2 separate regions of the Hordeum vulgare genome follow, and region 2 is linked to region 1. The links are chromatin contacts, called in public Hi-C maps. All regions are on one chromosome and are shown on one strand. Each heading gives the region's core, a stretch centred on a gene start, on an enhancer-like site or on the middle of the called end of the contact. The rest is flanking DNA. Distances are from core to core; before and after follow the strand shown. Region 1 holds the start of LOC123443253 (rac-like GTP-binding protein 1). Region 2 holds the start of LOC123443255 (acyl-coenzyme A thioesterase 13-like).

What was found. Hi-C and Micro-C count contacts between places; a contact is called where the count stands out from the background.
Region 2: a contact with region 1 is called in a Hi-C map of leaf, with 3 times the contacts expected there. The contact joins the promoter of LOC123443255 here to the promoter of LOC123443253 in region 1. A contact is called at or near these places in 2 of 6 Hi-C or Micro-C datasets (both in leaf) and 1 of 1 datasets of contacts at active chromatin or transcription factors (embryo).

The regions. Positions count from the first base shown.
Region 1 is chr3H:134,899,906-134,907,153 of MorexV3_pseudomolecules_assembly, reverse strand. LOC123443253 (rac-like GTP-binding protein 1) reads left to right here and starts at 3,988. Exons shown (of 8, transcript XM_045119571.1): 1 at 3,988-4,233; 2 at 4,320-4,407; 3 at 4,491-4,600; 4 at 4,699-4,762; 5 at 4,899-4,963; 6 at 5,049-5,114; 7 at 5,316-5,422; 8 at 5,525-5,812. The coding sequence starts at 4,111. The coding sequence ends at 5,558. LOC123443252 reads right to left here. Exons shown (of 6, transcript XM_045119570.1): 5 at 6,759-7,248; 6 at 6,161-6,675. The coding sequence ends at 6,872.
Region 2 is chr3H:135,135,900-135,143,147 of MorexV3_pseudomolecules_assembly, reverse strand. LOC123443255 (acyl-coenzyme A thioesterase 13-like) reads right to left here and starts at 2,449. Exons shown (of 3, transcript XM_045119575.1): 1 at 2,116-2,449; 2 at 1,854-1,994; 3 at 1,418-1,757. The coding sequence starts at 2,313. The coding sequence ends at 1,593. It overlaps LOC123443256 (acyl-coenzyme A thioesterase 13-like), which reads right to left and starts at 4,595. Exons shown (of 3, transcript XM_045119576.1): 1 at 4,192-4,595; 2 at 3,926-4,066; 3 at 2,549-2,821. The coding sequence starts at 4,398. The coding sequence ends at 2,663.

The DNA of each region.
Region 1 (7,248 bases), core at 2,739-5,238:
AAAAGTAGATACGATGGAGACGTATCAAGCACCGCGGCTGCCGCCGTCGCTGGCCCTGCGAGCAGTGACCTGTCCTCAAGGCTGAAGGCTTAGGTGAGGCGTCGTAGTCACGCTGAGGAGTGACGAGTCGACGCCGATGCTGCCATTTTTCAGACAAGACCATGACCGATGCCGCCATTGGTCGAACAAGACTATGACCGATGCTGCAAGCACGTACAGGGCCTCCGGTTCGATGCAAAGCTCGCCGGTGATTGAGAAGTTGTTCAAGGCTTTGACCGCCTCACCATCGATCTGCTCCTCCGACCAAATCTCGGCCATGACGGCGTGGTGTCGAGGAACAAGACAAAGAGGGAACAAAGAGCACCGATGAAGCTTCCTTCTCGTGCCTGAGGAACTAGGAAGGAGCCCGCATAGCTCGTGTGATCGCATCTAGTGCGGAGAGGAGATGGTTGTAGCCTAATCTGTCACTAGTGGAGAACACACCTTTAGTCTTGGTTGGGAACGGCCTTTAGTCCCAGGTCGCCAACCGGGACTAAAGACTGGGGGCTAAAGGGTCCGACCTTTAGTCGAGGCTAGCCATACCAAGGCAGTGCCGACGACGGGACAGCGCGGGCGATCGACGACGGTGAGGATGGGGATGGGAAGGCACTAATAAGTAAACCACACATACACATATGCAAACTAAGAAGTTAATTTGATCTCAAATTTCATATAAGTCAAATAAAACTCTCACATAATTACTCTCGATCCAAAAATCACAAATCACTATATTTATAGAGCATGAAACTAGCTAAACTAGCAATGTGAGATGAAAGTATGAAGTTGCTAAGCTTTTAAAACACTTGGATGGACGGGGTGCCTTCAACTTGACAAATCTTGGCAAAAAATGGAGGATGGACTCGAGCTTGTGGAATGAAATAGAAAGGAGAGGAAGTTTGGACTCGGGCAGGAAGAAGCAGAGCTTTATATAGGTAAGACTTTAATCCCGATTTGTATCACCAACCGAGACTAAAGGTTTATATTTAGTCCCCATTTCAACTGGGACTAAAGTTGGCCATGCCCCAGCCCGCTCCTAGGAGTTGGAACCGAGACTAAAGGTCTATATTTACTCCCGGTTGGTGATACCAACCGGGACTAAAGAGGCTCGCATGGGCTCTTAGCCGGTCGCAACCCCTTTAGTCCCGGTTGGTATAACCAACTGGGACTAAGGTCTCATTTCAACCAGGACTAAAGTCCGTCGTGCCCAGTCTTCTCCTAGCCGTTGGAACCGGGACTAATGCTCACATTAGTCCTGGCCCCAAACCCAACCGGGACTAAAAGTCCGGACGAAAGGTATGTTTTCCACTAGTGTGTTATAGTGGATTTCCAATGGTATCGGATTTGTATTAGACTTGGATTTGATACCATGTTATTGGATTGCAGAGAAAAGGAAACAAACACAATTTAGCGGGGCATGTTAGTGTTGTAATCAGATTACGTTACAATAGTGCGAACCAAACACCTTCTAAGAGCCAAATTGTTAGTCGAGTGGTGGGCTTGCAAACTGGGAAGATAACAACACCCTATGGGCCCAGTCGCGAGTCGAAGTCCAGACTTGCAAGTGGGACAACACCTATTATGGGTCCAGTTGCAAGTGAAGGGGAGACTTGCAACTGGGACAAAAATAAAAGATAAGGGCCTAGTTGTAGGTTGGGGGATGGGCTTGTAACCTGAACGACAACAACACCTATGGTCCAGTTGCAAGTCAGTTGTAGACTTGCAATTAGGTTGGAAACTGGAATGGCCGTCGGACAAGTTACATGTTGAGGGTGGATATGCAACTTAGTCAGATGAGTTACGTGTCAAAAATGAACATGCAAGTAGATTGGAGTCGAACAAGTTGCATGTCAAGGAAGGACATACAACTCGGATCACAATTGAATAAGTTGTTTTTCAAGGTTGGACATGCAAATGCGGTGAACAAATTGCATATCAAAAAACGTACATGCAATTAGGTTAGAGTTAGGCAAGTTATATGTTGTGAATGGATATACAACTCTCAAGTGATTTGTATGTTGAAAGTAGACATGCAAATGGAGACAATTAAGTGGGTGAGATCAATTGTATGTCGAGAATGAACAACCAAATGAACCGAGTTGCATATTGAGGATATAAGTACAATAGTTAAACAAGTTTGTGCATAAAAAATAAATATGCAACTCTCTCATTAATGAAACAGTAAACATGCATAAAAAATCACAATAAAAAATGACTCTACGCTAAAGTATACACGTGAGCATCACAAAAGATCACGTTGAAAATGAAAAATAAAAAAATAGTTGTCACAAATAGATAAGAGGTGAACAAAAACATAATTTACTCTTTAATTTTAAGTTCTCAAAAGCACGACCCTTAAAAAAACAAGTCGACGCAGCAACCCAAGACCGAATATAGCAACATTCATCACGACACAGGGCCCAACAACGGAACCAGCTCCACGCTTGCAACGAAACACGAAACTTAGGAGGTGTTTGGTTCGCACTACTGTAATGTAATCTGATTACAACGTTAATAGGTCCCGCTAAATCATGTTTGTTTCCTTTGCTCTGTAATCCGATAACATGGTATCCAATCCCAGCCTAATACAAAACGGATACCGTTGGAAATCCGTTGTAACAGATTATGCTACAATCATCTCCTCTCCACACGATGCGATCGCACGAGCTATGTAGCCTCCTTCCTCGTTCCTCACGCACGACAAGGAAGCTTCACCGATGCTTTTTGTTTCCTCTTTGGCCTGTTCCTGGACACCAGTTGTCATGGCCGGAATTTGGCTGGAGGAGCAGATCGACGGTGAGGCCGTCAAAGCCCCGAACAGCTTCTCGACCACCGGCCAGCTTTACATCGAGCCGGAGACCCTGTACGTGCTTGCAGCGCCGGTCATGGTCTTGTCCGACCGATGGTGGCATCGGCGCCGGCTCGTCACTCCTGAGCGTTTCTGCGGCGCCTCACCTCCGCCTTCAGCCTTGAAGGCAGGTCACCGCTTGCCGAGGCCAACGGCGACGACAGCCCCGGCACTCGCTCACATTCTTACTGTCCGGGCCCTTGTACTCCACCACCATATCCAACGCTGGCCAACCAGTGTTGTTCATGCCTTCCCGGCCTACCTATCCATGTTCACCGCCATGAATTCTTGAGACAGCCCTGTATTAGTCAATGCTACCATAGGTAACTAAACAAATTTCAAGTTTTATCCATTCCGTTTACATTAATATTGCAAACTCATTACATTTACGTTTGCGTTTCCAATCCTAGCCAAACACCTCCTTAATGTCATAATAATCAAACGATGTAAACATTAAATATGAGGTAGCTATTTCATATCTATGTGGAATAGCAAATTCATTTTTTATTGCGTTTCGCTTCGCCGGGTTACAGGTTATTCATTCCCGGATGTTCCATGCCACAATTGCGTGGTTCAGATTGTCCGCTCGAACGTGTGCGTGTGTGCATTCTATTATCTCAGTTTCTAAATATAAGATTTTTTATAAATTTTACTATAGATTACATACTTTCTTCGTCTTAAAATTCTTGTCTTAAATTTATCTAGAAATAGATGTATCTAAATATTAAAATATAACTAGATGCATTTATATCTAGATAAATTTAAGACTAGAATTTTAGGACGGAAGGAGTATGTAGCAAAATAAATGAACCTGCACTTTAAAATTTGTTTATATACATTTATTAAAATCTCTAAAAAATCTTACATTTAAAAACGGAAGGAGTAAATTGTGATGGGAGAAGATAGGAGATCCAAACCTGAAAACAAATCATGATTAGTCAGAGACGCGCTTAGAGCGAGGGGCCACGTGCACCGCAGTTCGTTTACCATTAAAAGCAGAATCTTGGCACGGCAGCCCGGGTTCAAATGTAGCAGTAAAAAGGTCCTCCTTGAGACCCACCCATTGATGTTATGTAGCAGTAGCAGTGCTTTCACTGGAGCAACAAGCATCCAGACTCACTCGAGGGACAGAGACTCGAGACAGTGACAGAGAGAGAGAGAGAGAGAGAGGGAGGGAGAGGCTGTGGCTGACTGGGTGTGGCTGGAGAGGAGAGGAGAGGAGAGACATGAGCGGCGGAGCGGGGGCGGCGACGGCGGTGAGCAGGTTCATCAAGTGCGTGGCCGTGGGCGACGGCGCCGTGGGCAAGACCTGCATGCTCATCTGCTACACCTGCAACAAGTTCCCCACCGTTGAGTACCACCCCTCTCCCTCTCCTCTTGATCTGGTTTCGTTTCCACGAAATGGCTGCCCCTGTTGACGCGGGGGTGGATGCAGGACTACATCCCCACCGTGTTCGACAACTTCAGCGCCAATGTCTCCGTGGACGGGAGCATCGTCAACCTCGGCCTCTGGGACACCGCAGGTCTCCCTCTCTTCTTCCTCCACTCCCCATCCCCGATGCGGAGTGCTTTTCTTCCTGTAATGGTGGTCCGTCTTGGGTTGCAGGTCAGGAGGATTACAGCAGGCTGAGGCCTCTGAGCTACAGGGGAGCCGATGTCTTCATCCTCTCCTTCTCCCTCACCAGCAGAGCAAGCTATGAGAATGTGCACAAGAAGGTACACTCACACTACACTCACTCACTCACATTGTTGCTCTTCTCCTGAGCAGGCGCATCGTGATTACTGACGGCCTGCCATTAATTTGTTCTGCGCAGTGGATGCCGGAGCTTCGCCGGTACGCCCCCGGCATTCCTGTACTGCTTGTTGGAACCAAGTTGGGTATGCTCCTGAGCTTCTACACTTTATTTAGTTGGATGCCATTCAAATCCACACATTCTGGTGTCGGTGTGTATCCAGCAATGCATGCATATCTTTGGCTGTTCTTGAGCGATCAATTTCCCGTGCAAATGCGCAGATCTCCGGGAGGATAGAGCTTATCTTGCTGATCATGCAGCTGATTCCATCATAACAACTGAGCAGGTTTATGCCTTTCACACTCAGATGGCAGCAATCAGCTTGGCATTTGAAATGATACTACTACCAAATTAACTTTACACATGTTTAGGGTGAGGATCTTAGGAGACAAATAGGTGCTGTGGCATACATAGAATGCAGCTCCAAGACACAAAGGGTATGGCTTCTGGTGCATCCAATCAGTAAAAGCCTTGGGATTTCAAAGAGTTGTACTACATACTTCATCCGTCTCAAAATAAGTGTCTCAAGCTTAGTACGATTTTATACTAGAGCTGGTACAAAGTTGAGACACTTATTTTGAAATGGAGGAGTATGTCTAAAAATATTCTTTCTTTTCCCCCTTGATGATTGTTGACAGAACATTAAGGCTGTTTTCGACACCGCAATCAAGGCGGTTCTTCAACCTCAAAGGCACAAGGAGGTAGCCAGAAAGGAAACTCGGACACGCTCTAGTCGGTCAGTAAGGTAGGCTTCAAGTTTATGCTATTTTCTCAAACAATCACCACTCATTCGCAACAAAATCCTCAACATCTTGATTTCCATTCACGCCCCTGCTTCATTTTGTAGGCAGTACTTCTGTGGGAGTTCTTGTTTCGCGTAGCCGAGAAGAACATTCTGGAGTCTTTCCTCGACACGATGCTCAGATGGCCCGTGGTTGTTCTCCAAATGGGAAGACAATGGTGGTAGAAGCATCTCATTGTTAGAAGCTAGAAGGAACTCTTGTTCTCTCGTGCACTGTGGTGGAGCACCTTGTTGATGTAAGATAGGTACTTATCAAGTTTTGCCTCTGTAATAAGACATGCTCTTGTGGATGATCAAATTTGAAATCTCCCACTCCTTGGGCAGGCTTGAAAATCTCAGGGTAATATGATCAAACAAGATAATCTTGTTTGTCTAACAAGTTATTTGCCTATTTTACCATTTTGTTCAACAAAATAAAAAAAATCACTTCTGTGGCTATTTTTTTCAACACACAATAACAAGTCCAGCACAACTTAGCTTTTCTAGTACAAACTCAACCTAAGTAAAGAGAAAAACACAACTTGAACAATAGTGGAAACAACCTCCTGACGCCCCTAGAGTAACTCTATTCGACAAAACCAATGGAAATTATGTCAAATTTCACCGACATGATATCCAAATCAATGATATGAATGCTGAAAACAGTGTCAAATTTCACCGAAAAATACCACCAGCAGGACAAGCAACAAAGAGCATTGTATGATTAATGAGTCAGACAAAGTATAATCTACTTAAATATTGGGCTGAACCATCCTTCATGACTTAGGAGTAAAACTACGGCGGCAATAGTTTACAACATCTTACACCTATAACCATTCAGCCAACATTACCACTGACAAACCATCCTTTAGAAGTAAGCGACTGCAATTCGACAGTTTACAACACCTGGCAGCTAGAAGTAATCTGCCGATATTACCACCACTAACCAGCCTTTGCACCAGTCACAACATTTGTAAACAAAAATAATGTTAATCACACAATAGGCAAGCCCTAAAAATCAAAAGCTTACACACTTTCTCTTGACTAGACAACTAGATATGTTGATAGTTCATCCGCTTTGTCATGACCTCAGGAGGGTATAATCTCATCTTGGCCTATTACATTACATACATAAGCTGGAGGCTGCAATTTGAGAGCCCATGGTAACTGTAATCTTTCCATCCAGAAAAGGGAGCATACATATCTTACTAAGGAGCCTGCATGCAACATCAATGACTAAAGTAAATGACTGTTCATTTCCACTATGGTGATCTTTTTTACATGGAAATAATGAGCTTACCTTACAAACAATAGAGAAAAGCCTTCATGATCCAGTATTTGAGCGTTTGACGCCATAAAGATGAAGTGTATTATTCTAAATGTTTTGGAAATGTACGCACACCGCCGTCTGCTTCAAATGTCCGCCCTCATATACTCATTGTCATCACTAATTGTAGTAAAATCACATGGATTTCTGTTAGTCACACAGATATCCTGTCTTATCAACATATCCAAGGGATTGGCCATTCTCCCTTGATCTCTGGTCCAAGACTGAGCAGTACCATTTCTCACTGAAGAAAATCCTGGACTGGAACTAACAGAACTCAACCGCCGCGCATTCCATGCTGCTGAATACATCCCTGAGTTCAAGGCCTCAACATTTCCCCTTCTGTTTATATCAATCAATGTTATCCCTTTGGACACCCCTATTTTGTAACCTGACTGTGTCCCACAGCTCTCTGACCAGTCTGCAATTTCCTTCTGCAGCAAGGAACTGAGCACGCCAACTC
Region 2 (7,248 bases), core at 1,200-3,699, 240 kb before region 1:
TTTATGCTAAGTTTAAACATGGGAAATATATTTTCCTAATCTTGTATGTGGATGATATCTTGCTTGCAAGCAATGGTATTGGTCTACTACAAGAAGCAAAGAAGTTTTTATCCTTACACTTCGACATGAAAGACCTTGGTGATGCTTCATATGTTTTGGGCATTGAAATTCAATGAGATAGGAACAATGGAGTCTTAGGACTCTCACAGAAAGCATATTTAGAGAAAGTTCTCCAAAAGTATAATATGCATAAGAGAAAATCCACACCTGCTCCCATAGTCAAGGGCGATAGTTTTGGGAAATATCAATGTCCCAAGAATCAATAGGAGCTCGATGAAATGAAAACAGTAACTATACTTCGGTTGTTGGAAGTTTACAGTATGCACAAGTGTGCACACGCCCTGACTTAGCTTTTATCACCGGGGTACTCGGTAGATATCAAGCAAATCCAGGCCAAGAGCACTGGAAGATGGCAAAGAAAGCTTTGCGTTATGTGCAAGGCACAAAGGAAATCATGCTGACATACAAGCGATCTGATTCCCTAGAGATAAAAGGGTACTCAGACGCAGATTTTGCGGGAGATAGAGATGATAGAAAATCCACGTCTGGGTACGTGTTCACTCTCGCAGGGGGAGCTATTTCATGGAAAAGCTCTAAACAGACCATAGTTGCATCGTCTACGATGCAAGCAGAGTTCATAGCATGTTTTGAAGCCACCGGGCAGGTGATATGGCTAAAGAAATTTATACCCGACTTGAAAGTGGTAGATTGTATCCACAAGCCACTAAAGATATACTGCGACAACCTGCCCGCATATTCTATGCTCACAACAACAAGTCCAGCAATGCTGCCAAGACAATAGATATAAAGTATTATGTTGTGAAAGATAAAATCCAGCATCAAACTATAAGTCTCGAGCATATAAGTACGAAGTATATGCTTGCGGATCCGCTAACGAAAGGCTTACCACCCAGTATGTTCAATGAACACTTAGCCGGCATGGGTTTGATGGAAAGCCTATGATTCCTGGATAATAAGAGGCCCAAAAGTAAATGAATTTATTTCAAAACAAAAGGTGTGTTGTAGCTGTGTGATTCTATCGGCAATTAAGCTGTGACGATGAGACATGCTCTACACGCCTATATGTGATGGAACAAATAGAAAGTATAAAGTCAAAGTAAAAGTTGAGATCAAGGGGGAGAATGTTAGGTTGATCTCTCCCGTGTGGGCCCAACGGCCCACCGGGTCCTTGATCCATGTGCCCTGATCGGGGGCGCCCAACCCGTTATGGTTGGTGGGCCCCTGTGACCTGCGCTATAAATAAAGAGGTGGGGGGGCCGGGGCGCACGGTACGAGGTTCACCGCGCCGCCAGACTCCCCACCGATAACCCCTTTCGATCTAGGGTTAGCGCAGTGCTCACGGGAAACACCGTCTTCGTCTACATCCTTCCTTCACGTCACCGACGACTCCAACGCATCGATGGCCGGCGCTGGGAGCTCGACAGGCTCGGGATTAGGTGAGTACAAGGGTTACATTGGATCTATATCTATGCCTATGCCTAGTCGATGGGCTTCAACAATTTTAACTTGTGTCAGAGCTTGCTCCTACTTTTGTTACTCTTCGTTGGCCACGCAGGAGTCATCCACTGCCTGCCTACTGCCACCAGCTCGCCGGATCCCATCTTCCGCACCTGCACCACGGCGGCCGCCAGCTTCCCCTTCCGGCCCACCACCCGCCCGTCCAACTGAACCTCCTCCTGCACATGATTCGCCATGTCTCAATTTGCTTGCCGGGTGTCACAACAGCTTGCCATCAATCATTATGTAGTATGCATAGTAGGAGATGGACATACGTTGCACGCGACTGGCGAGAAGTAGGACAAGCCATAGTGGACGGTGGCCGTGGGCGCGCCCACCACCGTGAAGACCACCGCCGAGCACATGTTGTCCACCGCCGCCGCCAGCGCCCCCGCGTGCCACGTCCCGTCCGAGTCCTGCAACGCGCGCCCAACGCAGGAGCCGTGAGATCTCCAATCCGGACAGAGCCACAGAGGCGCTTGACGCGCGAGCAACTGGCCATGAGCTGTGCGCACGTACGGTGAGCGGCGGCGGCACCTGGAACGAGCAGACGATGCGGCCGTGCTCGGACAGGGAGATGCGTGCGCCGGCCAGCACCAGCGAGTTGAGCGCGTGGCCCTTTTGGCTGGCCGCGTCGGTGATGTTGCCGGCGTAGTCCGCGCGCGGGTCCTCCAGCCACTTCCTCGCGACGGCGGCCAGCCGGAGCCGCAGCGCCTCGGCCGTCCCTTCGCCCATGTGCGTGACTGTGTGTTGCGTGTGTGCTTGGTTTGGTTGGACGCTTCCTAACTAGTACACCATTAGGCACCTAGAGCTTGCCTTGTTGTACCCGTAGGAGCTAAGAGTTCTTACTTAATTAACAGCGTTGATGAAGTGATGAGGGATCAGCTCGACTTAGACTTAATTAACCCCATGACAGTGACTAGCAATAATGCACGATGTAGGCGTATTCTGAAACTCAAGTCAACCGACGAAATGCCCAACGCAGCTTCCTTGAAATCCCTTTGGACTGGAGGTGATCTCCACTCATTTAACATTGTCAGTTAATCAATGAATTTGGACAGATAGTGTCCTCATCGTTGTTGTATCATAGCTTGCTTCCTTGATATCCCTTTGGTCTGGAGGTGGTCATCCACTGCCGGCCGATCGCCACCAGCTCGCCGGACTCCTTCTTCCGGACCTCCGTCGTCACCGCCGTCATCCTCCCTTTCTGATCGACCACCCTCCCGTCCATCTCTACTTCCTCCTGGAAAAGCATTTCAGCAGAACTTATTTTACTTCAGCCTTGTTTTTGATAAAACTTGCACGCGAGGATGCAAAATGCAGCTGAAATCGTAAGTGACTTGACGACTTATGAATGTGCAATAAAAGTGTCGGCATACGCTGACCGGAAGTTAGTGCTTTGTCTGGGCTATAATCAGAATGTGCTCCCAGTGGCTGCGGTCGAAAATGGCAAAGACATAACCGCTGCCCTTGAATGTGCAGCCTTGGAGTCTCTTGCCTGATGACTACTCGAAGAAGAAATGGTTGAAGAGTCTTGCGTGGACACTCCAACTTTATTTACGAAACGCACGTTCCGAAGGAATAATCAACCAAATTCTTTGAGCTCAGAAAGCAGCTTTCCAGGAAAGATCAAGCTCACCTAATTGGACAATCCTTTGATCTATCTACCGAACAAACCATGCCTAATCGCCGCCTCAATAGTGTCAAGGCATTAATTTACCTCTGGATATTTTAATCATGGCGTGTTTGGTGATGGTGCTCCATTTGGAATCAAGTCAGGTTTTTCACTTGTTTCTTATTTTGCGTGGTTTTCGCCATAGGTTCTCATATAAACCAAGCCACTCTGCATTCTTGTGCTTTTTCTTATTTTAAATTAATGAATTCGACACAGCTTTTGCCTTGCAGGCCGGTTTTCTTTCTTGATTCATGTGGTATATGCCGCAGATTCTCATATAAACCGACGCACTATACTTGTCCTTTTTTCCTATCTTATTGAAATCTGCGCAGCTTGTCAATTGTTTTTCACTGGAGGTCGTCAAAATATGGAGGTACGCATAAACATCCCTCCAATCCAAGTATTTTCTAGTCCTTTGCCTACCAAGATTACCCTATTTATTTATTTTGATAAATGTAGTAAGAAATACAACATGAAATTCAGTACACGCAGCTACAGAACAGCATTCTTTTTCCCTGCGAGAGTGGCTAGGGGCTACCCAGCAACTGATCAACCAACACAACGATAGCAATAATCAAACGCTGACGTTGATTCCCAGTTCAACCAATAAACGATTTTATGTTGGCATTTGGAGGAGGAACAGAGCAAGAGTATAGTAAGTATAGAACGCACATGCTGCTTGGCCGGCGCGAAGTAGGAGATGTCGTAGTGGACGGAGACCTTGATGATGCCCTCCACCGACATGATCGCCGCCGCGCAGACGTCGTCCACCGCCGCCGCGATAGCCCCCGCGTGCCAGTTCCCGTCCGCGTCCTGCACGCGCACGCGCCCAACCCAAGCACAAATTGGAATTGGGAACCAGTCACAGGAAGAAACGAACCTCCCGCAGAGCGCCACGGCGCTGGCGGGCTCGAGATAGGCAGGGGGAGCTGACGTACCGTGAGGTGGGCGGGCACGCGGAGCGAGCAGACGGCGCGGCCGCGCTCGGCGAGGGACACGCGCACGCCGAACAGCGGCAGCGCGTTGAACGCCTTGCGGCCGTGGGCGGCGCCGGCGCCGGGGCTGTCCTCCCCGATGGCGCCGGCGTCCTCGAGCCACTTGCGGGCCGCGGCGGCCATCCACGCGGGCGGCGCCGGGTCGCCCATGCACGCGCTGTGCGGGCGCGGCGTGCGCGGTGGACGGGGATCGACTTGGTTTGACGCGATGACCGGGCAGACTAAAGGCTACCACTCCTACTTGACAGGGATGCGTCTGCTTCCTTTTCGCCTCCTCTGACTTGTTTAAACTGAGAAGCCAGGGTGTGAGAAGTGCATGCTCGTCAGCTCAATCCTTCAAAGAAAACAAGTAAGAAATGAACCATTCTAAATGGACATTTCAGTGTCTTTGAAAGACAAAGAGGAAGAAAGGGAAATCCGGAAATTGTGCAGTCAAACTAGATATACACAAGGCCTATGAACGCGTTATGTGGGTCTTTTCGAAAGCTATACCAATTCAAATTGGGTTTTGATGATAAACGAATTGAGCTGCTCATGTCTTGTGTCACTTGTGTTGAGTACAAAATACGCTTCAACTCGAACAAGACCCTTCCATTTGGGGGGTGATGGCGCGCCGACCCAGATTTTCGACCGGCCGCGCGCGGGCCGCACGATCCACCAACCCCGCGTTGTCCGCACCGTTGGATCCGCATGCAACATTTTTCTCCCTATGCAGCAAAATTTGGATGCCATGCAGCAAATTTTTCAACGGTTGCAACAAAAAACAAAATTTATAGCAAAAAAAATATCTACGTGATCGTAGCAAAAAAAAAGCTGATGGTACATGGTAGCAAAAGTCAAACGCCGGCTATAACAAAAATTTACGTGACGTGTATGCAACTTTTTAATGAACGGTTGCAGCAAAACATGATGCCGGTTGTAGCAAAAATTAACACGGTTGTAGCAAAAAGTAAAAAACATCGATTGTAACAAAAAATTCGACGAACTAAAGTTGCAACCAAACTTATATGCAGCTTTTTTATTGAGACAAAATATAGTAAAAAAAACGCTTGCAGCAAATATAACACAGATTGCAACATTTTTAGACGAAAAATGCTGCATCCATTGACCGGAGAAGCGCGCGGCTGGGAAAAATGTTGCAAGGCCAGCGCACGCCAGTGGGCGAACGGCGCGTCGGTTCGGCCGACGCGCGGGTGGGAAATGATTCCCCTTCCATTTACCCGGCTTAGAGAAGGGGATCCCGTGCCTTCCTATCTATTTTTATTGTATGCTGAAGGTCTTTCAGTCAAGGTTGTCAGAATTACGACTCGAGTCTTGGAATCTTATGACCTTACGATCCAACCTAACCTTTTCGAATCTACGATTTTGCTCATAGAATCTAAGTTTCTACGATCCTAGTAGTTAGGATTCTACGACTCATGATCCTACCGAGGGAGTTTCGATTCGACTCAGAATCTCGATTTTGACAACTTTGCTTTCACCTCTTATTCATCATGAAGAGGAAGTTGGTAACTTAATTGGGGTTCATGTTTCAGGGATTCCTCTAAGATCTCACACTTATTATTCGCTGACAATTCTCTTATATTGATGAGAGCAGATGATGCGAGCGCTAACACTTTGCGAGGTATTCTGGATGCTTAATGTGAGCATCAGGTCAAATGGTGAGGAGTAGCCCAAGCCATCCCAACATATATGTGCGATGAGTGTATCTAAATTTCCACAGAAAATATGCAAGGAAATCACTCATGCCATGTTACAACATTGGTGGGGAGACAAGAAAAAATGCAAAAGGATGCAGTGGTCCGCATGGTGGAAGATGTGTGTGACGAAAGAGAGAGAAGGTATGGGCTTTTGAGATGTGCATAGCTTGAACTTGGCAATGTTAGCTAAACATTGCTCAAGGCTGATTGAAAATTATGACTCACTTTGTGCCCGGGTGCTTAGAGCAAGATACTACCCTTCAGCTGATATTCTGTACCGTGAGTTAAACAAGGAATTATCGTACGTTTGGCACATTATTTAGGTAGGGATTCAAACTTTCAAAAAGGAGTGCATCTGGAGAGTTGGCACTGGTAATAAGATAAAAAATTCGATTGACTGTTGGATCCAAATATTGCTTCCAGGAAGATAATCACAGTTGGAGGTAATCAAATTCCGACGAATGTGTGTGATCTTATCGATCCTATCTCAGGAGAGTGGACAAAGTACTCATCCCTATATGGACAAAGTTCTCCGTTACCGTGAGGTCCGCCTGCTACAAGTTGATCACCTAACATGCATAAAACTTGAGAATGCACTAGAACATCAATACCCATACTACATTACAGTAATAGACGTACTACATTCTGTTCCATGCGCTAAAAAGAACAGATTTGAGGGAAGTGCCTGAAGTAAGTTTGAAAATGGGTCCCATATGACCCACAAGTATAGGGGTTCAATCGTAGTCCTTTCGATAAGTAAGGGTGTCGAACCTAACGAGGAGCAGAAGGAAATGATAAGTAGTTTCAGCAAGGTATTCTCTACAAGTGGTGTGAGTAACAATGATAGATAGTTTTGTAGCAAGATAATTCGAAACAAGTAACAAGTAACAATAGTAGCAAGTGTGCAGCAAGATAGTCGAATCCTTTTTATAGCAAAGGACAAGCCTAAAAGTACTCTTACATGAAGCAAGTGCTCTCGAGGACACATGGGAATTTCTGTCTAGTCATGTTCAACATGTTGAGTTAATTCGCATTCGTTACTTTGATAATTTGATATGTGGATGGACTGGTGCTAAGGTGTTATTCTTACTTGAACAAGCAACCCACTTATTATTATTCCCTTCTGCAAGAATCGGCAACTACGAAAGAAGAACTAAGATAAATCTAACCATAGCATGAAACATGTGAATCCAAATCAGCCCCTTATGAAGTAACACATAAACTAGGGTTTAAGCTTCTATCACTATCGCAACCCATCATCTACTTATTACTCATCAATGCCTTCCCTTAGGCTCATAAC